Linked DNA regions of Mus musculus: regions 2, 3 and 4 are each linked to region 1. The links are chromatin contacts, called in public ChIA-PET, HiChIP or PLAC-seq and promoter capture Hi-C maps. All regions are on one chromosome and are shown on one strand. The core of a region is the stretch at or near the end of the contact, and the rest is flanking DNA. Distances in the headings are between cores, read along the strand shown.

Region 1 (4,261 bases), core at 529-3,028:
TCTTTTAGGAGTTCATGCCCTGGGGGGACCTTGGCCAGGCAGGAGACTTAGGAACACATTTAGGGGGTGGCTTGGGGAATTACTCCAGCTCCCCTGCAGAGAAGTGGGTTCACAGTGGTCCCCAAGGCACTTCCTGTTTCAAAGGGCTTATCTTCCCGCACTCCATCTTAGAAAACCCGGTCCTAGTAAAGCCAGACTTGAGCTGTCAGTACCGGAAACCAAATGCTGGAGGGTTGCAGCTTAGTGGGTTGGGGAGGGGTTCAGCCAACCACTTCCTGAAACTCTCTTCGTACAGTCCAACCACACCCCATGGTAGTACTGACTTACCTGAATGTCAGGAAGCTCTGGGCAGGGCTTGAACCCCCAGTGGGTAAGGTTCACAGCTGAGGTCGATAGTCTAAACCTCAGAAGTCAGTTCAAGTAATTGAGATGGGTGGGTCCTTCCCTCCCCACACTCCGGTTCTCTTGGGACAGGATCTCCCTCCCCACCCTGAAAGCCAGCAACCCTGAGACTCCCCTGGTAAACTGGTGGGATGAAACTGACTTCAAATCCAAAGTCACAACAGCTTAATGAACGTGAGGATCACAGATTCTCAACCTTCCCTCTGATTTTCCAACACCCTAGAAAAGTCCACCCTTGGGGGGAGTTCTTCATCTCTAAAAGCAGCTGGCAAGTTCTCCCCTAGCGTCGAGCCCCAGCTTGTGACTCCTTCGGCTCATTTTGGATGGGTCTGGTCTCAGACCCTTCTAATCATCCCAGGCCACAGATCACAGATGCAGGGGACACCCATGCCCTGTGACTACCTGCATAGAGTGCCTGACCACACATAGACCACAATGACCAGACAGAAGAATCCGTAAATGGGCCACTGTTACCCAACGGTGTTGAGGAAGTACTCTCTGAATGACCACACCACAGCAAGGTCAGATTTTCTGCCTTCTGCCCCCCCCCCCCGCAAGCCTGGCTTTTTGGTGCTGCCCGTTCACCCCATCCCAGTACTCGCCTTTGGTGTGAGTGGAGCCTGTACTTAGCCAAGCGCGTGGGCCTCCGGGATGGTCAGCTTGTTAATTCCTGGGAGCATTCAGCATCTGGTGAGTGAAGTCCAACTCCAGAATTCATCAGCAGAATAACAGAAATGTGCACCCCATAGCTCCCGGTTTCATGCCTGACCTCCCTGAGAGCTGGGGACCTGGGAAACCTTCCCTTTCTGGCCTTGGTTTCCTCTCCAGAGAGGATCAAGGGAGCTTGAGGACTGGATGAAACAGACAGACTTCAGAAGGCTCCAGAGCTCTTCAAAGCCTCAGTGTTAGCCTGGCTCTGACTCCCAGCTCTGCAGTCACTTCTGCCCCCCTTCCTGCCCGCCCCCCTTCTCAGGTGGCATTTATTGTATCACCTGGTAATTATCTGTGCTGTCTGGCATCTCTAGGGGGGGCTGGGAGGGAAGCCCTGTCTTACCCATGTCCTGGTCTCCTCACTCCCGCCCCTACCATCACATGCCACAGTCTGCAGGAAAGCCAACTAACTCACTTGTGTCTCACAGCCTCCTGGACCACAAGGCAAGCAAGCACACCTGTCCACCCACAACCTCCCTGCGACTTAATTGGTACCTAAACCGCCCAACAATTTCCCTACACTCCGTCCTCAGCTTACCCAGAGCTCCCTTCCTCTTTACATCTTCCATGCTGAGCTATATCACATTGCACATAGAGTCCAAGTCTGAGCCACCCGCTGTGTCAGATGCCCAAGGTCAACAAGTCCTAACCTGAGCTAAGCAACTACCTTCCACAAACCTCTACCAGCCACAGAAGCCAGAGTCCAGCCCTTCAGAAGCCACCCCCTGCCTCTTCACTGGTCCCTTCCAATTGGTGTTATCTGTGACCTCCTCCAAGCCACACCTAGTACCCTCCCCCACCACTCCTATCACCTGGTGACGCTTGCTCACCAGTGGTTTGCAAGGCTGCTGTTACCTTAATGGAACATTTTCCTCTCCCGCTGGAAAACCCTTCAAAGGCCCCCATTTGCCCTGCAGAGAAATTCTTGCCTTGCTGGTGCCTGCCCCTGCCCTTTCTCTGCCCTCAATGCTCCTGCCAGGACATTTTACAGGCTAAAGTCGTCTTCCTTCAGACTCCGCTAACTTATGACACCTCCCAAAATCTTTCTTGGCTCCCAATTCTGAGGAAGTCTAGGCTGCATGCACAGTGCCCAGTCCTGAATGGATCGATGCTGAGGAGTGAATGGTTAGGCTCACTGTAAAGTAAGAAAGAGGGGCTAGGTGTGGCCCAAAGGTAGAACGATCGCCAAGCATGCCAAAGATCCTGGACTCAAATATCAGCACTGATAGGAGAAGAAAAATGTCACAGAAGATTAATCACGTTAAAGAATAAAGGCGCACTTATGCAACACTATGCTATGCCAGTCTCTAATCCTATAATGCCATCGCCATTTTACAGACAAGGAAACCGAGGGTTTCAGAGGCTTCTGTGGTGTCTTGTTTTTTTTTCCCCCTTCCACCAAGTTCATGCCCACTAGGGAGAGCTCAGAGTGTGACCTTATTTAGAAACAGAGTCTTCACAAGGTAATTAGTTCGGATGAGATCATACTGGATTAGGGTAGGCCCTAAATACAGTAATTAGTGGTCTTACAAGATGGCCGGTTGGGTAGTCGCACAGGGAAGACAGCCATGTGGAGTAGGAAGCTGAGGTCAGCGCGACACAAGTACAAGCCAAACAGCCTCAAGGATTGCCAGGAAGCTCAGAAGGAGGGGAGGCAAGGAAGGATATGGCCCCATAGTCCTGGGGGCAGTGGGGGAGAGGTGGGGAGCACGGCTCTGCTTACATTAGATTTCAGGCTCCCAATAACCGGGACTTGCTGTTTTAAGCCATTGAACTTGGGGCGCCAGGTTGAAACCATCACAGGACCCTACTTTGTCTATGGCTACACACTCGGCCAAGAGCAACACAGGGAACGGAAAGCCTCTTGCCGCCTTTCCTTCTGGGGAAACTCCGTCTGCAGGCAGAAGACCCATTCCTGACAGAGTAAGCTCAGGGAAATGGTCTCCACGGAGGATCTATCTGCCTCCTTCCTCCCAGAGAAGGTTTCAAAACCATTCGGTGGCTGGGCGTGGCAGGTCAAATCTACTTTGGAAGTAGATAGAGGAAGATCAGGAGTTCAAGGTCATTACCAGCTAAGTAACTGAAACCAGCCTAGGCTATGTGAGACTATCCCAAACAAACAAACAAACAAACAAACAAGGAACAACAAACAACAGAGACTGAGTCCTAGTCACGATTACCAGGAAGCTGGAGATGACCTGATTACAGATGACCTGGCCGAATTAACAGCCTTGAGTTGGTTTGAGTTTGGGCTTTCTGACTGTGTGAAAGAGACCAATGGTGGAGCTGGTTCAGTTCCATACCCTTCTGTATGTAGCCTTCCACCATACTTGCCAGGCACTCATATCTTGGCTTCCTCTCCACGCCTGATGGGTTACCTCACGAGTAGTGAAGGTCTCAGAACAACTGAGCTATAACTGCTGCCCATAACTTATCCACAAACAGTTCCCACGTGGGGCCTTATATGTCCCCACCAAGACCTGAAGTCTGAGGACATCCTCCCTCTCATACTCCCTGCCTCCCATGTATATAGTATTCTGCTTACATGCATGCAGAAGAGGGCATCAGATCCCAATACAGAGGGTTATGAGCCACCATGTGGTTGCTGGGGATTGAACTCGGGACCTCAGGAAGAATAATCAGTGCTCTTAACCACTGAGCCATCTCTCTAGTTCCCTGCCTCCCATTTTTTTATACCCCCATGGGTTTAGCTAAGGGTGACAAGGCTGCCATGAGGAACCCAGGTCAACCCTCTATGCCCAACATCATCCCCAGAGATTGAGAAGACAGCATCAGATCTCTGCCTCACTGTGGGATTGCCAACGAACCCTGCTGCCCAGGACAGCTCCTGGGAGAAGGGCCAGCAGCCTTCAGCTCAGTAGACTTGGGAAACCCGTGAGGTAGAATGATATCCTCACTCCAGAGGAGACAGCTCAGTCTATGGGGGCTCTTGTCCAAGTCACAGAAACAGTGCCCAAGAGCCAACTCACCTAGGCACCAGGATAGCAGGCGAACGAAAGCTCGCCCAGGGATCTGGGTCCAGAATTCACACTTCCTTTTTTCCTGGAAAAAAAGAAAAAGGTCCTCTAGGAATTTCTCCGCCAGGGAGAGTCACAGAGGAGGAGCTGGGTGTGGGGGCAGTCCTCTA
Region 2 (4,555 bases), core at 878-3,377, 190 kb before region 1:
CCCCATAGACTTCTGTTTGAATGCTTGGCTCATAGGGAGTGTCACTCTTAGGTGTGGCCTTGTTGGAGGAAGTGTGTCACTGTGGGGCAAGCTTTGGGGTCTTGTGTGCTTAAGTTGTGTCCACTAATACAGTCCCTTCTGCTGCATGTGGATCAAAATGAATTTTTTTTCTTTTTTAAGATTTATTTATTTTTTTATATTTAAGTACACTGTAGCTGTTTCAGACATCCCAGAAGAGGGCGCCAGATCTTGTTACAGATGGCTGTGAGCCACCATGTGGTTGCTGGGATTGAACTCAGGACCTTGAAGAACAGTCAGTAACCTTAACTGCTGAGCCATCTTTCCAGCCCCAAAAATGAATTCTTGGCTCCTTCTCCAGCACCTTGTTTGCCTGCCCTTCCATGCTTCTCACAATGATGATAATGGTCTGAAACCTCTGAAAACTGTAAGCCAGCCCCAATTAAATGTTTGCCTTTATAAGAGTTGCCATGACCCGGGCGTGGTGGTGCACGCCTTTAATCCCAGCACTCGGGAGGCAGAGGCAGAGGCAGAGGCAGGTGGATTTCTGAGTTCGAGGCCAGCCTGGTCTACAGAGTGAGTTCCAGGACAGCCAGGACTATACAGAGAAACCCTGTCTCGAAAAACCAAAAATAAATAAATAAATAAATAAAAGATAAAAAAGAGTTGCCATGGTCGAGGTATCTCTTCACGATAATGCAACCCAGACTAAGACAGATGGGTACATACATGCCACAGTACACATGCAGGGGTCAGAGGACAGCTGTGTGGAGGTTGTTTCCTTTTCCATATTTATGTGGGATCTAGGGATTGCCCTGGGGTTGTTAAAGCTTGCACCTTTTCAGGCTGAGTCATCTTTCTCACCCTTTGCTCTGTTTTGAAATGAAGGTCTTTTGCTGCTGTGCTTATTAGGCTGGCTGGCTGTGAGTCCTCAGGTTCTGTCCGTCTTGTTACCGGAGCACTGGGGTCAGACCTGAGGTTTCTGATTTTTAGTTATGCATATGGATATGCGTGCATGTGCAAATGGGTGCAGGTGCCCCTGGAGGCCAGAAGAGGGCGTCAGAGCTTCTGGAGCTAGAGTTACAGGTGGTTGTGAGTTGCCTGACATGGGAACCGAGCTGTGTCCTCTACAGCAGCTGAGTACTCTAGCACCGAACTCTCGGGTCCCAGCCCGGTTCTCTCTCAACACTGTTACAAAATTCAGGGTTAGTTTTGGAGGGTATAAATAGTACTCTAGCCACAGAACTCTCCAGTCACCCCTTCTTTGTTTTGAGCACACTGTGTAAAAAACAGACGTGAAAGTTTGTTGTTGTTTTCATAAAATCTCAAACGTTCGATTTTGCCAATAAACTCTCCAGACAGGTGCTAGGGTGAAAGCCTGCTAGCCCAGAGAGGCAGAGAAAGCACCCAGCCTACCTTCCTCCACAGCTGATGTCCCAAAGAGAGAAACAAGTTCTCCTCCACCCTGGCTCAAAATCTCTCAAACTGAATGTCCCTCCCTTCTACTTCCCGTGTGTCTTTCTCTCTGTCCTCCTGACTTTCTCTCTGGTTTTCCTATATTCACTCCCTGTCATCTGGTTGCTTGCTCTTCCTCTTGATCACTGGTTGACTTTATTTAATCATGTTTACAGAAGTCAGAAAGCTCTTGGATTAAGAGTGTGCTAGGGCTGAGCCACACCATAACTATAAACAGGTTTTTCCAGTGAATAACAGAATCTCAGGGTTTACAGTGTGATCAAATATCCTGCAACAACAAATGTTTTTCTTTTATAATGCCAAAGACAATAATAATAAAATAATGATAATAGCAATAATTTCACAAGTTATGGCAGTTTCAGTGACACCAGTTTGGCAGGTGCTCCCACTTTCCTTGATAACCCTGGCTGAGGTGAACACAGATTGTTTTTTCTCATGCTAGTTACTAATATTAATTTTAGGGTACACATTATGAATTACACAGTGACCCTTTTGCTATGGTGACTGTCTCCATACAGGAGCATGCCTCTGGCAAAGGATCGCTTTCCTTCGCTCCTCTCCAGAGGAGAGAGGCTACAAACGCCTGGAGCAGAGCCCCAGTTCCTGCTTTATGCATGTGACATGTCCAGGTTGTTAGGAAATGACCGTGGTTTTAGCCGTGTGCAACTTGGGCGTTGGCTGCTTCACCTCCCTCTCTCAGCCTACAGGCAGAAAGCCAGGTTTCCAGGAGGTTGCTCCTCCTGTAGGAAGCAGAACCCAAAGTACCCTGAATCCAGGTGAGTGGGAAAAGCATCCAAAGGAGCACGCTCATAGGACGGACACATACATACCCACACACGCACACGCACGCACACACACGCGCGTGCGCGCACTTCATGGTTGCTGTCAAGGGTTAAGAGGCCACAGCAGAGTTTAAGAGGTTTCCTGAGAAGTAAAGAAGTTGATAAAACACAAATAGTCCACCTCTGTGGAAGCTGTTGTGAGTCAGACTGCTGCTGTCCTGGGTTTGAGAGCGAAGCTGCAGAGGGAGTGGGGAAAGGGCAGTACTGGGTCTGGGTGATCAAACGGAAACATGGACAGAAAGTCCAGACAAACAGGAGAGCAGGTTCTCAGTAGCTGGGACACAGATGAACTGAAGCTCCTGGCAAAGTTGGGAGTGGCCTGCCGGGCACACCAGGTGGTCAGGTGATGCGTTGGTAGGGGCTTTGCCAGTGCAGTGCTTGGTAGGTGCCAATCTTTTCCCTTAGTGTGGTGTGTCTGCTATATTCTTGGGCCTAGCTTTCCTGGTAAAACTTTACTATGCCCATGTGCTCCTACAGTCCCTAGGTCACCCCATACATTTATAGGGTGGCAACCTTTCTACTCTGTTATCTGTCTGTTATGTGGGCTGTGCTAGACAGATGTGTGGTTCCCATGTCCACCATGAATAGCCATCCTCCATTCTCAAAGTGGGAGTCAAAGCTGCTTATAAAACGGAGTCTCTGAGGGCCAGGCACAGCTTTAAAAAACCCGTATTTTATACCATGTAGACCAACTTGGAGCAGGGCACTCAGCCCTATGCCAGTGTTCTCCTTACCTGCTGATCTATTGTCTCTATTCCAGATGTGTCACATAACTGGATGCAGACAGTATTGACTGTTTTGCACATGACATCGTTTATTTAGCTTGGTTTTAAAGGTTCCTTCATGTTGCAGCATACATTATTTGTTATGAATGGACATTGTTTCTTTACAGATTTTCCCCATTTTATTTATCAGTTTTTAGCTATTGTGTGACCCCACCTTTAGCTCTTGAATACTGCTGCTGTGTCCATTTATAACCAAGTTTTGGTGTGGACATGTTTTCCTCTGAGTAGATGCATAGGAGTGGAGTTCCGGATCATATGCTAATTCTGTCTGAGATTTTGAGAAAGTGCCAATATGTTTTCCTTAGGGGCTGTTTCATATTTCCAGGAGCAACATAGGAAGTTCTAATTTCTCTACTGTCTTACCGATCCCATCATCATTTATAGTCTTCAAACTGGTTTATTTCCTGTTTTGTTTTTCCCTTCCTTATATTTCTCACACAGGTGGGCCTGAGCACTGTGCCGTTCCGTTCCTGGCTCCTCCTGAACCCTTCTGTCCTGTTTGCTCTGCAGGGGACTGTCGTGTCCCAGGGATGGGAAGTGATCCTCCGTGGTGGTGCTGAATCTCTGAATATGGTAAGACCTGATCCCTGCCTAAGTTGTTGGTGACAGTGTTGTTTGTCACTCTGCTCCTGGGGGCTAGGGGCATTTTTCCTGTGCAGCCTTTCTCCAGGAAGGCTGTTGGTACACCAGTGGGTGAGGATGCTTGTCTGGCTGTTGCTTGTAAGTCTTTAGTCATACTTGTAGGAAAGACACAAAATTGATGTTTTATTGGAATTGTTACTCTAATACCCAGGTCTTCTATGTTGAGTAGAAACTGGGGCTCCCAGCCTCTGTTCCTTTGAGGTGGACAGTATCCAGGATATACTTTCCACTCTTGCTGGGTATTGTCCCATCGACGGATTCACATCCTGGTTTTTTCCTCAGATGATTGTTGGTGGTTCTTCCTCCATAGTTTTTCATAGCCTAGAATAAATATTCTGAAGCATAATTGTATTCATCTGAGCACTGTGCTGCTATTCCTCTGAATTCCTTCCTAGATTCGAATTGCAGCCTTAAATGCCAGCTCCACGATTGAGGATGACCATGAAGGAAGCTTCAAAAGTCACAAAATCCAGACAAAGGAGGCTCAGGTATGCACTCTGAGGTCTGCTTCCGAGGAAGCTCCTGCTGCTCAGCTTAAATGAATCCCTTGTGTCCTCAGAGGAGTTGTAAGGGGGATGGCGCGCTGCAGACGGCCGCCTCTCCACCTCAGGTCGGACTTGTTTCCCTCGGGAGATGGTCATGCTGAAGAACTAACTGAATGCTCTTTGTGTTGTTGCCTTTTACCTACCACCTGCCCTCCCCCTTGTGTGTGCGTGCGTGCGTGTGCACACGGGACTCTACAGTAATGAGGTCTGAGCACTGAGTAGTAGATTTTCTTTGACTGCAGAGGCT
Region 3 (4,022 bases), core at 627-3,126, 210 kb before region 1:
CAGTATGTCCTAAGTCTTGGGAGGTAGTGACATAAAATGCCCAATTTATGACTGAGCTTCGAACAGTCACTTATTCATATCATTACAAAGTAAATTCTCATAAATCCTTTCTATAGGGGTATCAAGAGGCACTTCACACATGGTGGGGGAAGGGACAACATAGTGGGGGAAATACTGGCAGGCATGCTGCCTGTAGATTGTGGAACTTATCCCCTCTACCTGACTCCTTCTCCCCACAGCCTGTCAGTGCTGGCTGCAAAATCTTTGAGAGCCGACCCAAACTGGCTGCCTGGCGTCAGAGAGTAGAAGCCGAAGTGGGGGAGAGCCTCTTCCAGGAGGCCCATGAAGTTGTCCTGAAGGCCAAGGATATGCCTCCCTTGATGGACCCTGCCTTGAAAGAGAAGCTGAAGCTCTCTGTGCAGTGTTTGTTACACTGAGGGAATAGCTCGAACTGGGAGACAGACGGTCAAGGGAAACTCGGGGCCGTGCAAGCGAAGAGATGAGGCTGTCTGGCTCTTTGGCTGTCACTAGGACATAGGGTCTCTGGTCCGCAATTTCCTCTCTGCATCACCTGTGTTCCCTCTGTGTCCCCACCTGGCTTGTGCTGTAACATCAGTTCTTATCTGACTTCTGGAGAGAGCTCCAGGAAAATACTTGGGAGAAACGTATCTGGCCATATTCCTTTTCTTTGAAACTTTACAAACCATTGAACCTTCCCCCATCCTCCAAGCCATATTTGTATATACATGTATATACACATATACATATAATTGATATCTGGTACCACGTGACCCTCTGTGCTCCTCAACCCTGGTGCCTCCCTTCCTCAGTTTTGGCATGCAGGATCTATGATCTCTCAGTTGAATACATGCAAGAGACGGGGATTGACTAGTGAAAGACCTTTGTCCTCTGCGTCTTTGCTTCCTGCCATAGGTGGGGTGCAGGGCTGGTTCCTTTGTGGGAGTGGAAGTTGCTTGGTATGTCCTGACTTTCCAAATTCTTGTCCCAAGCATTCTAACCCTGACTGCTGCCTTCTACCTGTCTCCGGCTCCAAACTGTCAAGCTACTTAATCTTGTGCCATAAGACGTCTTTTATGTGCCTTACCTAATAAATACATTGTTAACAGAAGAGTAATGGTTTTGCTTCTGGATCCTTTAGTATGCACACTTTCCTATGTGTAATTGGACAGATTGCTTTTTTCGGTTTGTGTGTGTGTGACAGTTTCTCTGTGTAGCTCTGGCTGTCCTGGAACTCAGTCTGTAGACCAGGCTGGCCTAGAACTCAAGAGATCTGCCTACCTCTGCCTCCAGAGTTCTGGTTTTAAAGGCTTGCACCACAACCACCCGGCCAGATTGGTTTGTTTTAAGTAGTTCTACCACTCTCTAATGGACAATGATTTATCCCTGACAGAAGAGTTTACAAACTCAGGTATCTTAGGGACCAGAGAGAGATGCCCTTGTCCTAGGGTCTTGCCTAAGCACACCTCACGTGCTATTTGGTCTCAAGATTGTTCAAAAGAAGTGCGGTTCCCGTACTGAGTTTGAAATGATCACAATCATTTAAGAAACTTTAAGCCTTTAAGTCTCCTATAGAAATGTATGCCTTGTGGGCAACTAGCTGGGACGCTCAGAGGGAAAAACAGAGCCACCTGCCGACTGGGAGGGCCAAAGGTAGTGAACCTGGGACCAGTAATTTGGAGCCGGCACACGTGACAGCGGAAGAGGCGTATCTCTGATAGCCAATCTAGAAGGGCCGAGTCTGCCTGGCCAATGAGAAACAGAGCTGTGCTCTCCCTCCCCGGCCCCGCCTCCCTGGCCCCGCCTCCTCCCCGCCCCTCCCCGCGCTCCTTTTCTGGAACCTCTACTGGCTCCCACAGCTCACCCGGTGCAGTTACCGTTTGGCGATCCCACTCTTCTCCCGCTAACATGCCATTCGTTGAGTTGGAAACAAACTTGCCGGCTAGCCGCATACCCGCGGGGCTGGAGAACCGGCTGTGTGCGGCCACAGCCACCATCCTGGACAAACCCGAAGACGTGAGTGAGGGTCGGCGAGAACTTGTGGGCTAGGGTCGGACCTCCCAATGACCCGTTCCCATCCCCAGGGACCCCACTCCCCTGGTAACCTCTGACCTTCCGTGTCCTATCCTCCCTTCCTAGATCCCTTCCTGGTTGTCTTTCCCAGGCGTGACCCTGACGTGACTGACTCCCAAGGATCCTGGGCAGTGTCCCAGACCCGGAGCCCTCGGACCCCCACGTTAAGAATTTGGCGCGCCCCCTTCTGAACACCAGCCATGCCCTGCCCAAGCTTCAGGATTTAACTTTTGTGTTCCTTGCAGCGCGTGAGCGTTACGATACGACCTGGCATGACCCTGTTGATGAACAAATCCACAGAGCCTTGTGCTCACCTTCTGGTCTCTTCCATCGGGGTTGTGGGCACCGCGGAGCAGAACCGCACTCACAGCGCCAGCTTCTTCAAGTTCCTCACCGAGGAGCTGTCCCTGGACCAGGACCGGTATGCAGGGCCAGTGAGGGAACGTATTTGTGCGTCTGGAGTCAGGACTCAGTCTCTCTGTATGAGGTTGGGGGGGGGGGGGGTGTCACTATTTGCTGGTTCCAGAAAGCACTCAGTGTCCTTGTCCACGAAGGTGGACTCCTCAGGCACTGGAATGGTGGGTCTGTGATCAGAATGTTAGCAAGATTTCAATTCCTTCGACTCTCTACAGCCCCGAGAAAGGATGGTTTGGGAAGCCCCAGTGTAGTCTTGTGTGTACTGAGAATCTACTTAGGCACCCTCTTAACCACTGTGATAGTGGCCTCCTCACCGTCACTGAACCAGGGGGTCTGGTTTTTTAAGGGAGAACTTTTCCAGGCTGGTCCGAGGGAATCTGGTTGTGTCCTGAGGCAGATAACCTTTGAACTAGATAAGGCTCCGGGAGAGTTGCTGGATGATAAAAAGACCTCCCCCACAAGGTGACCCTCCCCTCCCCCCTCCCCATCCTTACATTCTGAGGCAGAGTTAGAGTCTCATATTCCTGAGGCTGGAGCGGGCCTGTGAAGAACTACGGAGATAAGTTTGAAAGAGCCTTCCAAAATGGAGTCCTAGTGGGCTCAGGAAAGTTGGTAATGGCTGCTTTTGTTGGATGCTCAAATGCTGTCCTTTAGTTGAGGGGACAATACTTCTTAACGGTAATGCTCGTGCACACAGCACAGGGCAGATTTGGTAGCTTCCTGACATAGATAACTGTATTGGGCCAGTTTTACAGATGGAAACCTGAGGGTGTCAGCCCTGTGCACAACCACCCTGGTGCCAGACGATCGCCAGGGACTTCCTCTGAGTCCTGTGATTGAGCAATTGCTGATTCCCACAGATTTGAATCAGATTTGAACCTGCGCCTCACTTAGAGCTGGGCTTTGGTTCAAAACTAAGTGCCTGGTACCCTGGGCACGCCTTTAGGAGCATGCAGTTAGTTAGAAGCAGGGGGACTGTTTGTTAGCCCGTAAGCAGCCTAACATGCTCACCTGAGCACAGAGCACAGGTATTGAAGCCATTGCGTTAAGTCTGCACTGGGACCGGTATAGCCATCACCTTTCTTCTGACTTGTCTTTGGTGCAAGGATCATTAGCTGGGGTGGGCAGATTGGCAAAATATCCTGCAGGCTGATATGGGCTGGCCTGTCTGGCAGGGACCTTAACAAATGAGGGGTGTATGCAGGAGTTGACATCTCTCCTTCTTCCTCCTAAAGGATCGTTATCCGCTTCTTCCCCTTGGAGGCTTGGCAGATCGGAAAGAAAGGAACTGTCATGACATTTCTGTGACGGAAACAAAGAACCCAGGGTGTTTGCTCGAACCGGGCCAGAGCCCTTCCAGAGAGGCCCTCCCGGCAGAATCGTGGCCTGGTAGATAGGATGGTAAATCCCTCTTTTGCCTAAACGTCTGCGACTTCAGTGGTCCATTTTTCTCTTCCCCAGCCTCGTGAATAATTGAAAGAGAGCAAATAAATGAAGAGAATATCATTCAAACA
Region 4 (3,950 bases), core at 106-2,605, 160 kb before region 1:
CACGACCCACAGGTTGAGAACAACTGCTCTCACCTGTTTAGAGGATGTTTGTCTAGTAGATCCAGCCCTCAGGGTACTGGAATATCTCCTCTGAGGATGGGTCCCAGTGTAGAAAGGCTTTTGTCAGCTTGGTGCTAGGTCTCATTCCAGAGCCGCCTTTATTCTGAGCTTTACAGGCAGATACCAGTAGAGACTTGGGCTCCATCAGTTCCTTGGTACTAGCTAAAATATAAAGTTGGTTTGTTCGTTCGTTCTTTCTTTTTTTCTTCCTTCCTTCGTCTTCCTCTTCCTCTAAGCCTTCTGATAGGGTTGACACCCATGATAGATGGTAGGGTGAACAGCAGGGCCCTCGCTGCACTGTTAGAGGTCCTTTGAGGATCTTGCAGCTTTCCTTCACTTTCCTGCTTTTGGCTGAACTGCAAGTGGTACCAAATTAGATAGGTGTTTTGGGATGGAGGTGGGGCTAATACCTAGTTGGCTCAGCACTTCTGCTCTGGAAACAGCTCTGAGCCCAGTACCAGGACTAAACCTGCTCTGCATAAGAGCAGAGAATATGGACTATGGGTACTTCCTCCTCCTGGGGTCACATTGTTACTGAGCCACAGGTTGCCCTGCAGGCCTGTACTCCTAGAATATGGGTTGTGTGCAGATGCACCTGGATTTGACACTTACATTAGGAGGGGTCACTCTCAGTAGTTTTTCCCCTGTGCGTTTTTTGTTGTTATTTGTTTGTTTGTTCTTAATGTATATGGGTGCTTTGCCTGTAAGTATATCTGTGCATCATGTGCGTGCCTGGTACATGTAGAGCCGAAAGAGAGAATCAGATCCCTGGAAATGGAATTACTGATGACTCTAGGCTGCTGTGTGGGTGCTGTGAACCAAGTCCAGGCTCTCCGAAAGAGCAGTCAGTGCTCCTCATTGCTGAGCATCTCTCCAGCCTGCTGCTTTTTTTTTTTAAGATGTATGTATGTATGTATGTATGTATATGAGTACACGGTAGCTGTACAGATGGTTTTGAACCTTCATGTGGTTGTTGGGGATTGAATTTTATTTTAGGTTCTCAACTTGCTCCAGTCAACCCGACTTGCTCCAGTCAGCCCTGTTCACTCAGTCCCTGCTTGTTCCAGCCCAAAGAGTCATTTATTATTATACATAAATACACTGTGCACCAGAAGAGGGAGTCAGATCTCATTATAGATGGTTGTGAGCCACCATGTGGTTGCTAGGAATTGAACTATGGACCTCTGGAAGAGCAGTCAGTGCTCTTACCCACTGAGCCATCTTGCCAGCCCTCCAGCCTGCTTCTTAGCTTTCACAGTGATGCTTTTCTGCTGTGGTTGCTGTGTATGGAGGATGTGGTTCTTATGTAGACACATAGGCACAGTCACATGTCTCCTTTCCTCAAAGTGAGGGCAGCTTCTCCTAGAACTGGTAGCTATTGAAAAGAAGTCCCTGTTGTAAAGTTGGCCCTGGTAAAGAAGAATCTTCCCCTTTAGCCCTTCTCCCTGTCCCCTTCTCCAGAGTAACCCGAGCTGAGCTGGGAAGAACTCCCAGGCCACTGAGGAAGAAAGGCTCCTCTGAGAAAGCTCTCCCATGCTTGCTGTCCTCTGCACCAGCGTGTCTTTGGTGTCTTTCCTGCTTCTCTCTTGCACGGTGTCACGCGAGCGTGTTGGAGGGTAGTAAAAGCACCTCTGGGTTTCCCTGGCTGCTTCTGCCTTTGCCATCTCCTGGGGTGATCAGAGAGTTCCGCACGCCAGTTTTAAGGTGTGGTGGGCTGAACTGATGGTGTATAGGAGGGGCAGCATTAGCTCTGCTTCCATAGTGTCTGCCGACTGTCTGTCAGGCTGTAGTATCTGCCGGACTCTCTGTCAAGCTGTAGTGTCTGCCGTCCATCCTTCAGGTCAGCAATGTTGGTAGCTGTTGCTTTTCTCACTACCCTAGGTTTGACTCCTGGGCGGGAATGGCTCTGGCCCGGGCCAGCCGAATTCAGGACAAGCTGAACTCAAATGAGCTGAAGAGTGATGGGCCCATCTGGAAACATGCCACACCTGTTCTCAACTGCTTCCGGAGGGCCCTTGAGATTGACAGCTCTAATTTGTCCTTGTGGATTGAGTATGGTACCATGTCCTATGCCTTACACTCTTTCGCATCCCGTCAGCTGAAGCAGTGGAGAAGTGAGCTGCCCCCGGAGCTTGTGCAGCAGGTGAGGAGGGTGCTACAGAGGGCCTGCCATTGTCTGTCTAAATAGGCTGGCCTAGGTCCCTGCTGCTCTTTGTTCTGACACACCAGCTCTCTGGGACATGTGAACTGTTTTCCTGCAGGAATGTTGTTGTTTCTTGGTCGTTGGGCACCTAGTCCATTGACAACAATTTCAGAGGTAGACTCTTATGACCTGCCTGACTGGTCATCAGTTTGAACGGAGTTGAGTAGTGAAGAAGGGATAAGACCATCTGAAGTAGGCACCGATTCCCTGTTTCCAGAGAAGGACGTGGGGGCCGCGGTAATATGCTTGGCCTGGCATTAGGGTTTTCAGTTGCCATGTGTGGTGTTCCTCTCGGCAGGATGCAGGTCTGACCTACAGCTCTGCTCTGTAGAGCATCACTGGTTCCTTCAGATGCAAGTGAAGGGATCGCTCCGACATGCTTTCGGATTTCTTAGCAGCAGGTGGAGGCTGCTAGAGATCAGACCTGGTGAGCACAGACTGCTGTAGAGCTACATCCCCACACCATGCAGGCCAGCGGGGCAGTAAGAGGTTGGAGCTCAGGAAGATCTCTGAGGAAGAAGGTTGAAGGAGCTGACCAGTCAGGTAGATAGTACTTGGTTTCAGGTTTTGCACTGATCATCTGTGATGAAAACCCCAGGCAAGATGATGGCACTGCCGACACTGTTGACACTGCTGGGTGGCTGGAAGAGACCCTCTGCACTCGCCACTGCCCTCCTCTGAAGCGTTGTTGCCTTGATGGGGAGCTGACAGTGTGCTGAGGTCCCTACTGCCTCTAGGACCCTGCAGAGTAAGACACTGGCCTGCAGAGCCTCTGAACTTGGCAGATGATACTGCAAAAGCTGAGGAAGAATGCAGCAGTAGACTTCTCCACTAGAGGTTGCCAGTTTTATATCTGAGCTGCATCCTTAACAGTCTGCCCTGAACACAAGGCTACTGTTTGAGAACCTCGGCTCCGAGAGAGTCATGAAGTGAACCCACTTAATGAGGACTGAGTTACTGTAATCAATAGTGAATAAAAGATGTCATTGGGCCTTATGAAAAAATTAGTCGTGAAAATGCCTCCTGAATCTTGTGTCACTAGAACTTGACAGTTCAAGAATGTGCTCTTCTTTGTGAGCAGAGCTGAAGTTGACTCTTGGAGAGCTCAGCTTTCTGTCGGTTGTAGGATTCTGTAACACACACCTTTCACCTTTGCAGCATGCATTTTAGAAAGCTACGTTTCCAAAGCTACTTGGGAGCGACCTCCCTTGCCCTGGGACTCTCTGAATCCTCTGTGCCTTTCAGGGGTATTCTCTTGGCAGGTAATGGTCAGCTGTGCTCACTGTGAGTTCTGGAGCATAAAGGCTCAGAGTTTGCACACTTGAGGGGCAGCACGACCCTGGGCTTCCCTGCTGTTGTGTGAGGCCTCAAGGCACTGCTGCTGTCCTCATCTGTGCTCGGGCACCTCGCCCTCAGCTTAGTAGCTCGTCTCTGGCTTCTAGACTCAAAGCAGTTTGGTCCCCATGTTTTTCTTCCTCAGTGTGCAGACTGTATGAACTCTATAGATAAGTGAGAATAGGGGCTCCATACTTGGCTGGGTCTTTTGGGTAGGCGTGGAGCTTGTTAAAAGGACGTACCAGGGACCTGCAGACAGAAGCTGTGCTTTTGCAAGCTCCTGGGTGGGCATTATGTTTTCCTTTATTATTTTTTTAAATTTATTTTTTTCTTCAGTAGTTTAGATGTGACA

Evidence for each region. Promoter capture Hi-C pulls out the DNA fragments that hold promoters and counts their contacts. ChIA-PET counts read pairs in DNA pulled down with a chosen protein or histone mark. HiChIP or PLAC-seq counts read pairs in DNA pulled down with a chosen protein or histone mark.
Region 2: a contact with region 1 is called in a promoter capture Hi-C map of neutrophils, with 2.4 times the contacts expected there. The contact joins the enhancer-like site here to the promoter of Ggt1 in region 1. A contact is called at or near these places in 5 of 39 promoter capture datasets (the C10 cell line, the HPC-7 cell line, Sertoli cells and 2 more), 1 of 484 Hi-C or Micro-C datasets (embryonic stem cells), 5 of 115 datasets of contacts at active chromatin or transcription factors (bone marrow-derived macrophages, effector CD8 T cells and embryonic stem cells) and 4 of 9 other capture datasets (adipose tissue, liver, macrophages and 1 more).
Region 3: a contact with region 1 is called in an H3K27ac HiChIP or PLAC-seq map of embryonic stem cells, with 3 times the contacts expected there. The contact joins the promoter of Ddt here to the promoter of Ggt1 in region 1. A contact is called at or near these places in 8 of 39 promoter capture datasets (the C10 cell line, the HPC-7 cell line, cranial neural crest and 5 more), 3 of 484 Hi-C or Micro-C datasets (the G1E-ER4 cell line, embryonic stem cells and forebrain), 6 of 115 datasets of contacts at active chromatin or transcription factors (bone marrow-derived macrophages, effector CD8 T cells, embryonic stem cells and 1 more) and 4 of 9 other capture datasets (adipose tissue, liver, macrophages and 1 more).
Region 4: a contact with region 1 is called in an RNA polymerase II ChIA-PET map of effector CD8 T cells, with 18 read pairs. The contact joins the enhancer-like site here to the promoter of Ggt1 in region 1. A contact is called at or near these places in 4 of 39 promoter capture datasets (3T3-L1-derived adipocytes, the C10 cell line, the HPC-7 cell line and 2 more), 4 of 115 datasets of contacts at active chromatin or transcription factors (effector CD8 T cells, embryonic forebrain and embryonic stem cells) and 5 of 9 other capture datasets (adipose tissue, embryonic stem cells, liver and 2 more).

Annotation. Positions count from the first base shown.
Region 1 is chr10:75,561,649-75,565,909 of GRCm38.p6, reverse strand. It overlaps Ggt1 (gamma-glutamyltransferase 1), which reads right to left and starts at 1,778. Exons shown (of 15, transcript NM_001379537.1): 1 at 1,652-1,778; 2 at 1,005-1,089.
Region 2 is chr10:75,754,508-75,759,062 of GRCm38.p6, reverse strand. It overlaps Cabin1 (calcineurin binding protein 1), which reads left to right. Exons shown (of 37, transcript NM_172549.3): 2 at 3,563-3,694; 3 at 4,159-4,251. The coding sequence starts at 3,692. Among named protein-coding and RNA genes, the nearest start is that of Cabin1, 7.6 kb to the left of the region's middle. Within about 2 kb of position 2,127, at least 9 of the 459 cell types and tissues checked have an H3K27ac peak or open chromatin away from gene starts, as enhancers often do. A contact at or near this core is called in neutrophils, where this site is marked.
Region 3 is chr10:75,771,228-75,775,249 of GRCm38.p6, reverse strand. It overlaps Ddt (D-dopachrome tautomerase), which reads left to right and starts at 1,876. Exons shown (of 3, transcript NM_010027.1): 1 at 1,876-2,034; 2 at 2,337-2,512; 3 at 3,744-4,017. The coding sequence starts at 1,927. The coding sequence ends at 3,816. It overlaps Gstt3 (glutathione S-transferase, theta 3), which reads left to right. Exons shown (of 5, transcript NM_133994.3): 5 at 240-1,128. The coding sequence ends at 437.
Region 4 is chr10:75,719,531-75,723,480 of GRCm38.p6, reverse strand. It overlaps Cabin1 (calcineurin binding protein 1), which reads left to right. Exons shown (of 37, transcript NM_172549.3): 23 at 1,942-2,203. Among named protein-coding and RNA genes, the nearest start is that of Gm40696, 24 kb to the right of the region's middle. Within about 2 kb of position 1,355, at least 8 of the 459 cell types and tissues checked have an H3K27ac peak or open chromatin away from gene starts, as enhancers often do. A contact at or near this core is called in effector CD8 T cells, where this site is marked.